Linked DNA regions of Sus scrofa: region 2 is linked to region 1. A link is a contact called in public HiChIP or PLAC-seq data. All regions are on one chromosome and are shown on one strand. Each heading gives the region's core, a stretch centred on a gene start, on an enhancer-like site or on the middle of the called end of the contact. The rest is flanking DNA. Distances are from core to core; before and after follow the strand shown.

What was found. HiChIP or PLAC-seq counts read pairs in DNA pulled down with a chosen protein or histone mark.
Region 2: an H3K27ac HiChIP or PLAC-seq map of alveolar macrophages shows a contact between it and region 1. The contact joins the promoter of GPBP1L1 here to the promoter of IPP in region 1. A contact is called at or near these places in 1 of 47 Hi-C or Micro-C datasets (blood) and 2 of 2 datasets of contacts at active chromatin or transcription factors (alveolar macrophages and skeletal muscle).

What each region holds. Positions count from the first base shown.
Region 1 is chr6:165,669,289-165,673,206 of Sscrofa11.1, reverse strand. It overlaps IPP (actin-binding protein IPP), which reads right to left and starts at 2,154. Exons shown (of 9, transcript XM_021096725.1): 1 at 1,977-2,154.
Region 2 is chr6:165,707,700-165,711,314 of Sscrofa11.1, reverse strand. It overlaps GPBP1L1 (vasculin-like protein 1), which reads right to left and starts at 2,351. Exons shown (of 12, transcript XM_021096736.1): 1 at 2,119-2,351. TMEM69 (transmembrane protein 69) reads left to right here and starts at 2,332. Exons shown (of 3, transcript XM_021096737.1): 1 at 2,332-2,469.

The DNA.
Region 1 (3,918 bases), core at 905-3,404:
ATTTTTTTCCCCACCATACAAGGTGCATAGGAATTATGGAGTCAGGTTATAGAGAAAGGGCGTTGAAACCCAAGCACAAAAATTTGGATGTAAACTTTTATAGGTTTAAAGAGAATAAACATGACAACAGTTCAGAACTGTTATTTGAGCCTTCAGGGGGATGACCTAAGAGGGAGCAAAGTCTTAGAAAACAGCCCTCCAGGAGTTCAGCGGAACTCAGTGCTAACGGACCTGACTAGGATCCATGAGGATTTGGGGTCGATCTCCGGTCTTGCTCAGTGGGTTAAGCATCCAGCTTTGTTGTGGCTGTGGTGTAGGCTGGCAGCTGCAGCTCTGATGCGACTCCTAACCTGGGAACTTCTACATGCCGCAGGTGTAGCCCTAAAAAGAGGACACCCCCCCCAAAAAAAAAAGAAAGAAAGGAAGAAAGAAAGAAGCCATGAGATCCAGTAATATAAAAGATATGGAGATGAAGCACAGGGGAAATAAATCTAAGGCATTTAGGCGTCAGGGAAAACTGATAATGACTTGACAGAAATGGTGTCTGATGTCAGAAAAAAGTGGTGCGGGAGTTCCCGTTGTGGTGCAGCAGAAACAAATCCGACTGGGAACCACGAGATTGCGGGTTCAATCCCTAGCCTCACTCAGTGGGTTAAGGATCTGGCGTTGCCATGAACTGTGGTGTAGTTCGCAGATGCGGCTTGGATCTGGCGTTGCTGTGGTTGTGGCACAGGATGGCAGCTGCAGCTCCGGTTAGACCCCTAGCTTGGGAATCTCCATATGCCGTGGGTGTGGCCCCCAAAACACAAAAGACAATAATAAATAATAATAAATCTAAAAAAGAGAAAAGTGGTTCCGTTTATAGCAGTCAATCACACTTATCAAAGTAAAAATAACTAAGCTGATTATCACTATTATCTAGGAATTAACCTGAGAAATTTGATTGAAAAGTTCCAACGGAGCAGCTAAAACTTCACATCAGTGCTATGTGACTGTCAACATATTACATTTAACTGGCATATAAAGGCAGTGTATTTGTCTCTACATAGAAATCTGACCTGTAGATATTATTAAACATGGCATGGCTGTTGTGCTTTTTTGTTTCAGATTTCTTCTTCCATCAGCAGATTTTGGACCCTAGTGGTTTGTTAATTACAAGGTACCTTCTCTGCCCCCAACTTCAAGGCATCAAGCACAGCCATTGTGCTAAAATGCTGCCTCTTGCTACCAAAAAACCTCCCAAAGTTACTGAATCCACTTTGGCAGTGACAGTAGAAAACTCTTAGTATGCTTCTTAGTAACTGCTGATACTACCCCACTGCCAGTGGGGTACTTCATTCCACAAGGCAGCAGGTGGTGAGTTTTTTTTCCTAAAAGGAAAGCACATAATTTGGGGACGTTGCACAGGGATGTGAGGTATGTGCCCCAAGAGATACGAACTTGAACGACAGATTAGGAAACGCCCAGAGGAAGAAAACAGGGACCTATGTTCAGTGGCCTCGAATTCACTACCAAGAGCACATGGAGGCTGCTTTATTCAGCACAGGGTGTCAGAAAGAATGTCAAGACGAGCCAGCGTCAAAACAAATGAGGCCTTTGTGCTTCACTTGGGGGCTGGACCCGGAGAGCTACTCCTAAGCTGCCGAGACACTAAAGGCAGATAAACATTCCGGCGCGACCTAAATCGCGGGGCAGGCGTCCGGGCCGCACCAGGTGACCGCGGACCAGCGGGAGCTCGGCCTCGGCTTCCCCGGTGGGGGCGGGGAGAGGAGATGCAGGCGCGGACGCGCGCAGACGACGCTACGGTTTGGGCGAAAACACGTCGATTATCCGGCACACCTGAACCGCCGGGGGGGGGAAGCCGGTTGCAGAGGCTCCTCGCACTCCGCTCCTCAAGGGTCCCCAGGGCCGGGGGGAGCCGAAGAGGAAAGTCCCCACCCCGCCAGAGACACCCCCGGGACGCGGGCCCTCCTTACCCGCCGCTTCCCCTTCCCGCCGGCGCCCGCGCAGGCTCGGCGCGCGCAGTCGCGACCAGCGCGCGCGCGGAGGGGGCGGGGCAGGCCGGCGGGGCGACGAGGCCGCGCACCCCGCGCAGGACCCGCCGCTGAACGCTGGGGCGAGGCGGGGCCGGCGACGGGGCCTCTCCGCCCGGCCGGCCGGCGCGTCTGCGCAGGCGCACTGCGCTTCCGCTCCTGGGGCGCCGCCGCTCCCGGGGCCGCGCGGCCGGGCGCGCGCCTCGTGCCTGCTCCCCGCCGAGGAGGCCCCGCGGCCGAGCCGGACGCGCGCCCCCCGAGGCTGGCCGGCCCGGCCTTTCGCCTCCGCCGACCCGCTCTGGAATTTCGTGGCGTCTCAGCAGCTAGCGAACGTCTGTGCTGGTGACACACAGGGACACACACGCACACACACACACGCACGCACGCACACACCCACGCACACCCAGTGGCCGGTCTGCCGCTCACACCCGCACACACCTACACACCCACACACACACACCTACACACCACCTACACACCCACACACACACCTACACACGCACCTACACACCCCCACACACCTACACACCCACCTACACACCCACGCACGCACACACCCAGTGGCCGGCCTGCCACTTCTCTGCTCCTTACCATTCACTGGGATGGTCCTCGGGGTCCCTGCCTGACTGGCCCCGCACTGTGAATGGAGGCCTCCTTGGACCAAATGGACAGCTCAAGCCGTGCGGTTGTTCAAACTGGAGAACCTCACAATATGGCACATTTAAAAACGGCGTTCAAGCTTTCTGACCCCAGCCCACAGGGACTAAAACATGCTGCATCAAACCCAATGCTACCACGTATGTACCCTGTAGATAATCCACATCTGAAGCAAAAATCTCGCCAAATTATGCCGGGGAGGGGAAGTAGTCCCCTCTACCCACCCTGAGTTCTTGCGGCTGGACTAGTAGTAACACTGACACAGGATAGGTTAACGGGAAAAAAGAAACAAAAGCTAGCTGTTCACAGAGAAGTCTCAGAGCAATGGGGCCTAAGAAGTGGGCAAAGCAGGCAGCTTTTATACTTTTTAGACGGAGAAACAATACATTTATGAGGAATTCACAGGACAAAGAAGTCAATCAGTGAAGCATCTGAACAGAGTTTGGGCTTGTCCTTGGGGTGCCCATTTCGCATGAGAGATTTAGTTCCTGCTTTCAGGAAGATAGAAAGGACAGTCGGAGTGTCCCTCTTGCCATCTCTTAAGTAACTTTCTTTTGGTCTTTTTTTTTTTAAGGGCTGCACCCACAGCATGTGAAGGTTCCCAGGCTAGGGGTCAAATCAGAGCTGTACTGCCGGCCTACACCACAGCCACAGCAATGCCAGATCTGAGGCGCCCCTTTGACCTACACCACGGCTCACGGCAACGCCCGATCCTTAACCCCCTGAGTGAGGGCGGGGATGGAACCTGCGTCTTCATGGATACTAGTCAGATTCGTTTCTGCTGAGCCACAACGCCTTAAGTAACTTTAATTCAAAATAATCAGTACACCACTGAGGCACATTTTGGGGCAGCCTACCCTGGGCCCCAAAACTATTTATACTCTCAGCACTGTTTCTATTCCTTCTTTTTTATTTCATTACCCCCCAATTCTAAAAGGGAACCATTGTCAAGAAAAGTTGTCAAAGACTTAGAAATGAGCAAAAGAGATTGCTTTTCAATGTAAGCCTGGGCATTGCCTAGGTGACACTGGAAGGATTTGAATCCATAGGGACCTCGGTTGCCGGAGGCCAGCTCTGGCGGCCAGGGTGTACACATCCCGATCGGAGATGGACGACGTCGGCAAAAGAACGGAGACAGCCTCTTTGTCCCTTCTTCCAGGGCGCTGGACTGCTCAGATTTTATTGGCGTAAGTGGTTGATTATATAGACAGCTTTTTCACTACAGATT
Region 2 (3,615 bases), core at 1,102-3,601, 38 kb before region 1:
GGAAAACAAAAGCCCTCGGCGCTCACTTAGGAAGGGAAGAAAGAGACACCCGGGCACCAGGCTGCTGAGCCACCACCGAGACGGACCGCCTGGAGGGGAGCCAGGGAGCCGCAGGTGAGCACGGCGACCCCAAGACCGAAGTTGAAGCGGGAGCGCTCAGGCGGAGCCGCGCCGACGCTCGCGGGCACGGCTGCCCGCGCCGGGCGAGGTGCGGCGTCGGAACCGCACGACGCGTGGGCTCGCCCCCGGCTCCCCGGACCGACCTACACCCAACCACCTGTGTGAGAGCCTCCCGCAACTTGCTGCAACAGCCGCTCGGTCGGGGACCGGGCGGAGGCCCGCGCCGGACGACGCGAGATCCCCCCCCCGCCCAGGTGTCCGCAACGCGCACTCACCGGGCAGCCGCGGAGCTCCAGCTAGGGGCCAGTCGCGGCGTCTCAGGGCGCGTCCCCCGCTTCCTGCTCCCGCGGAGGTGAAGAGCCCACAACCATAACAAAGCTCTTCCCAAAATGGCTGCCCGGCCCACACGGCCCAGGAGGGGCAGAGCGGGCGCAGGGGGAGGAGCGAAGGCCAGCCCGGCCCCCCCGCCCGGCCCCGCCTCTGACACGCCCCCTCGCTTGCCCCGCCCACAGGCGCGCACGCGCACGGGCGCTGCTCGGGCGACCGCCGCCGGCGCTCCGAGCGCCAACGTGCGGCCGCGAGAACAGCGGTTGTCCCTCGCCCCGCCCCCAGCCCTCCCTCCGCAGCGGCTTGCGGCCGTGCCCGGTCGCCCCCGCCCCTCTGCAGGGGAGAACCCTGCTTTTCCGCGCGCCGCCTTAGAGGCGGAGATCAACTGGGTTTGATACTCCCCTTCCATTGCCTCTCCCGACACTCGGGCCTGGGCGCGTGCGAACGAGTGGGTGGGTGTGTACGGTGTGCCCGTTTCAACACGCCCCTTCGTCCTGCACACCCCACCTCTGGGGAAGCACGCCTCTCCGAACTACCTCTACAGGTGCTCACCGGTAGGCGTGTGTGTTTGCCGACCCCTTCCCACTTTCGGCTCCTGCCTTCCACGTGCGCGCGCGTCGCTAAGACTCCAGCCCCCAGCGGGCCTCGCTGCCGGGCTCTGGAGTCCTGCGCGGCTGGGCCCGAGGCGTTGCCCACTGGGAGTGCTAGTTCCGCCCGACCGCTGGCGTCACGCCCCTGTCCCAGCACCGGGAGGATTTCGGGTCTGAGTCTGCTCCCGTGCCAGGGCGGAGAAGCTGTTTCTCTGACCCAAAGTTTCATTGGGTGTCGCGTAACGGGAAGGGGCGGCGCTGCCATGACGGAGGAGGAAATAAAAGTGAAAGCCGATAGCGGCTGGAAGGGGTTAGCATCAGGAAGAATGTGCTGTGAGCCCGTTCTGCACGCGAAGCTAAACCTTGAGAGAGCTGGTAACCAGGAAGCTAGACTACATAGAATCTGGAGGAATGTGAAACTGGCCATCCTGGGCCGGTTCAGGTCTCCCATTGTCTTCAGACAGATACGTCTAGTGGTGCTTCCTTTTTTTTTTTTTTTTCCAGCCGCACTCGCGGCGTAGGAAAGTGCTCTGGTCAGGGATTCATTCCGAGCCAGAGCTGCGACTTACGCCATAGCTGCAGCAAGGAGAGATCCTTAACCCATTGCAGTGGGCTGGGCATCCAACTGGCACCTCTACAGAGACAAGTGGGGTCATTAACCAGCTGTGCCACAGCGGGAACTCCCGATGACAGACTGAAATTGAAGCTCAGAGAAGGGAAGGGACTTGCTCAAGGTCACCTAGCTCACAAACAAAAGTTAAAGCGGAGAGCGACAGGAGGAATAATCTAACTTCCGGGTCACCCTCAAGCCCAAGACTCTTACCACGTCTTTCATGGAAGTGAAAGTCCTGCCCCGGTGCTTTTTATTTCTTAACTAAGTTTTCAGTTAGCAGCAAAGAAAATGAAGTGGAAACAGGTGTTTGTTTTCTTAGCTAGTATTAGTTCAGGACCCCAATGAGAAGGGAGATGTGCCCCGTTGATCCTAGAAACTTTGTTGTTACGCAAAGTAAAAAAATGAATTCCAGAGATAGCAAGCAATTTGGCCAAGTCATACTTGGCCTAGACTCCAAATCTCTCCTACCTTGCTCCACCACCATCACTCTGAGATGGTTCCAGTAGTTTCACTCCACCTTCCCGAACTCTGCGGAGCAGATTCTTCTGGCTGGGAAACCTGGAATAGAAAGGCAAGGACCGTTCAGATGCCCTAAGAATTCCAAAGCCGGCTTTCACTAGAATCAAGATGTTAGAGTCCAAGACAGAAAGCCTGGAATTGGGAACCAGTTAGGGGTGGTTAGGTCTCCAGCCGGACTGATTTTTTTCCGGCTCCCAGGAAGTGGGAGGCTAATAACCCCCACTTGCCGGAAGTGCTTTTTCCAGAGAGCCTGGCCAATCTTGCAGCTCAGCTTTCCACCTCCCCGCGCGACGCTGGCAAGTAAGTAACAGCGCTGCTGCGACCAGTGCAGGTTGGGAAAGGGGGGCACCAAGCCTTCAGAGTAAAACTGAAACCGCAGGCACAGTTGGGCACAGTTTCCCGAGGATCTTTGCATCCAGACCCCGCCTTCCCTTTTCTCTGCTGTCGGCGCTGAGACTTGCATTTTGCAACTCTTATATTTGAGGCAGTGGAAACCTTGAGCTTTTTCACCAAAATTGAGCAGATTAACACTTGGGGCTTTGTCCTTTAAACCCCTCACCAGTTGCCGTCCTCAGGCTTTTAGGGTGTCACTTTTTCGCTTCAATACTCTTGAGATGGGAAGCACATGTCACCTTGCATAGAAAGTTCGAAAGGTTGAGGGAGCATTAAGCTTTTTAATGGGGTGATTTTGAACAAAGGTGAATGTGTGGGCCATGCGGATACGTGTGTCTGGGAGTCAGGAGTAGATGTGTGTTATCTAACCTCTGCTCAGAGGCCAGAGATAAACGTCCTGCTTGCTTCCTTATTCATAGAATGAAGACACTGACTGGCTGGTGTACAGAATTTCTTGACCCAGCCCTAAGATCTGTAGTCAAGAAATTAGTTCACCAAGTTTTTTAATCAAGCAGCAACTGTGGGGTTTGGATTTTTAGACACCTCATTCTTCTGGTTAAGAATGGAACTCATGTAAACATGATAGATGTAGATTCATATTTTCACACAGCCACTTACTGGGCTGCTTATATTGTGTAAGGTGGGAATAATAGCTAATATTTTTTGAGTGCCTACTTTGTGTTAGGAACAGTTGTCAGCTCTTTACATGTATTGACTTTTTTTTTTTTTTAAAAATACAAAGACCCTATGTAGTTATTATAAGCCTTGTAGATGAGTGAACTGCACCATAGCCAGCTTAAATAATTTGTCCAAAGTGATATAGCTAATACTATGTTGGAGCCAGGATTCCAAACCAGATTATTTGACTCAAGTCTGCACTCTAACTTAACAGGCAATACTGTTTCCAGCACCAAGTTGATGAGGTCATTGTATTGAATGAGTTAGTGCATATAAAACACATAGTTACAGTGCCTGCTAAATTGTATTGATTGCTACTATCATTACTTTGAGCTGTAAACTACAAAGCCCCAAAACATACCTTAAGGGAAAAAA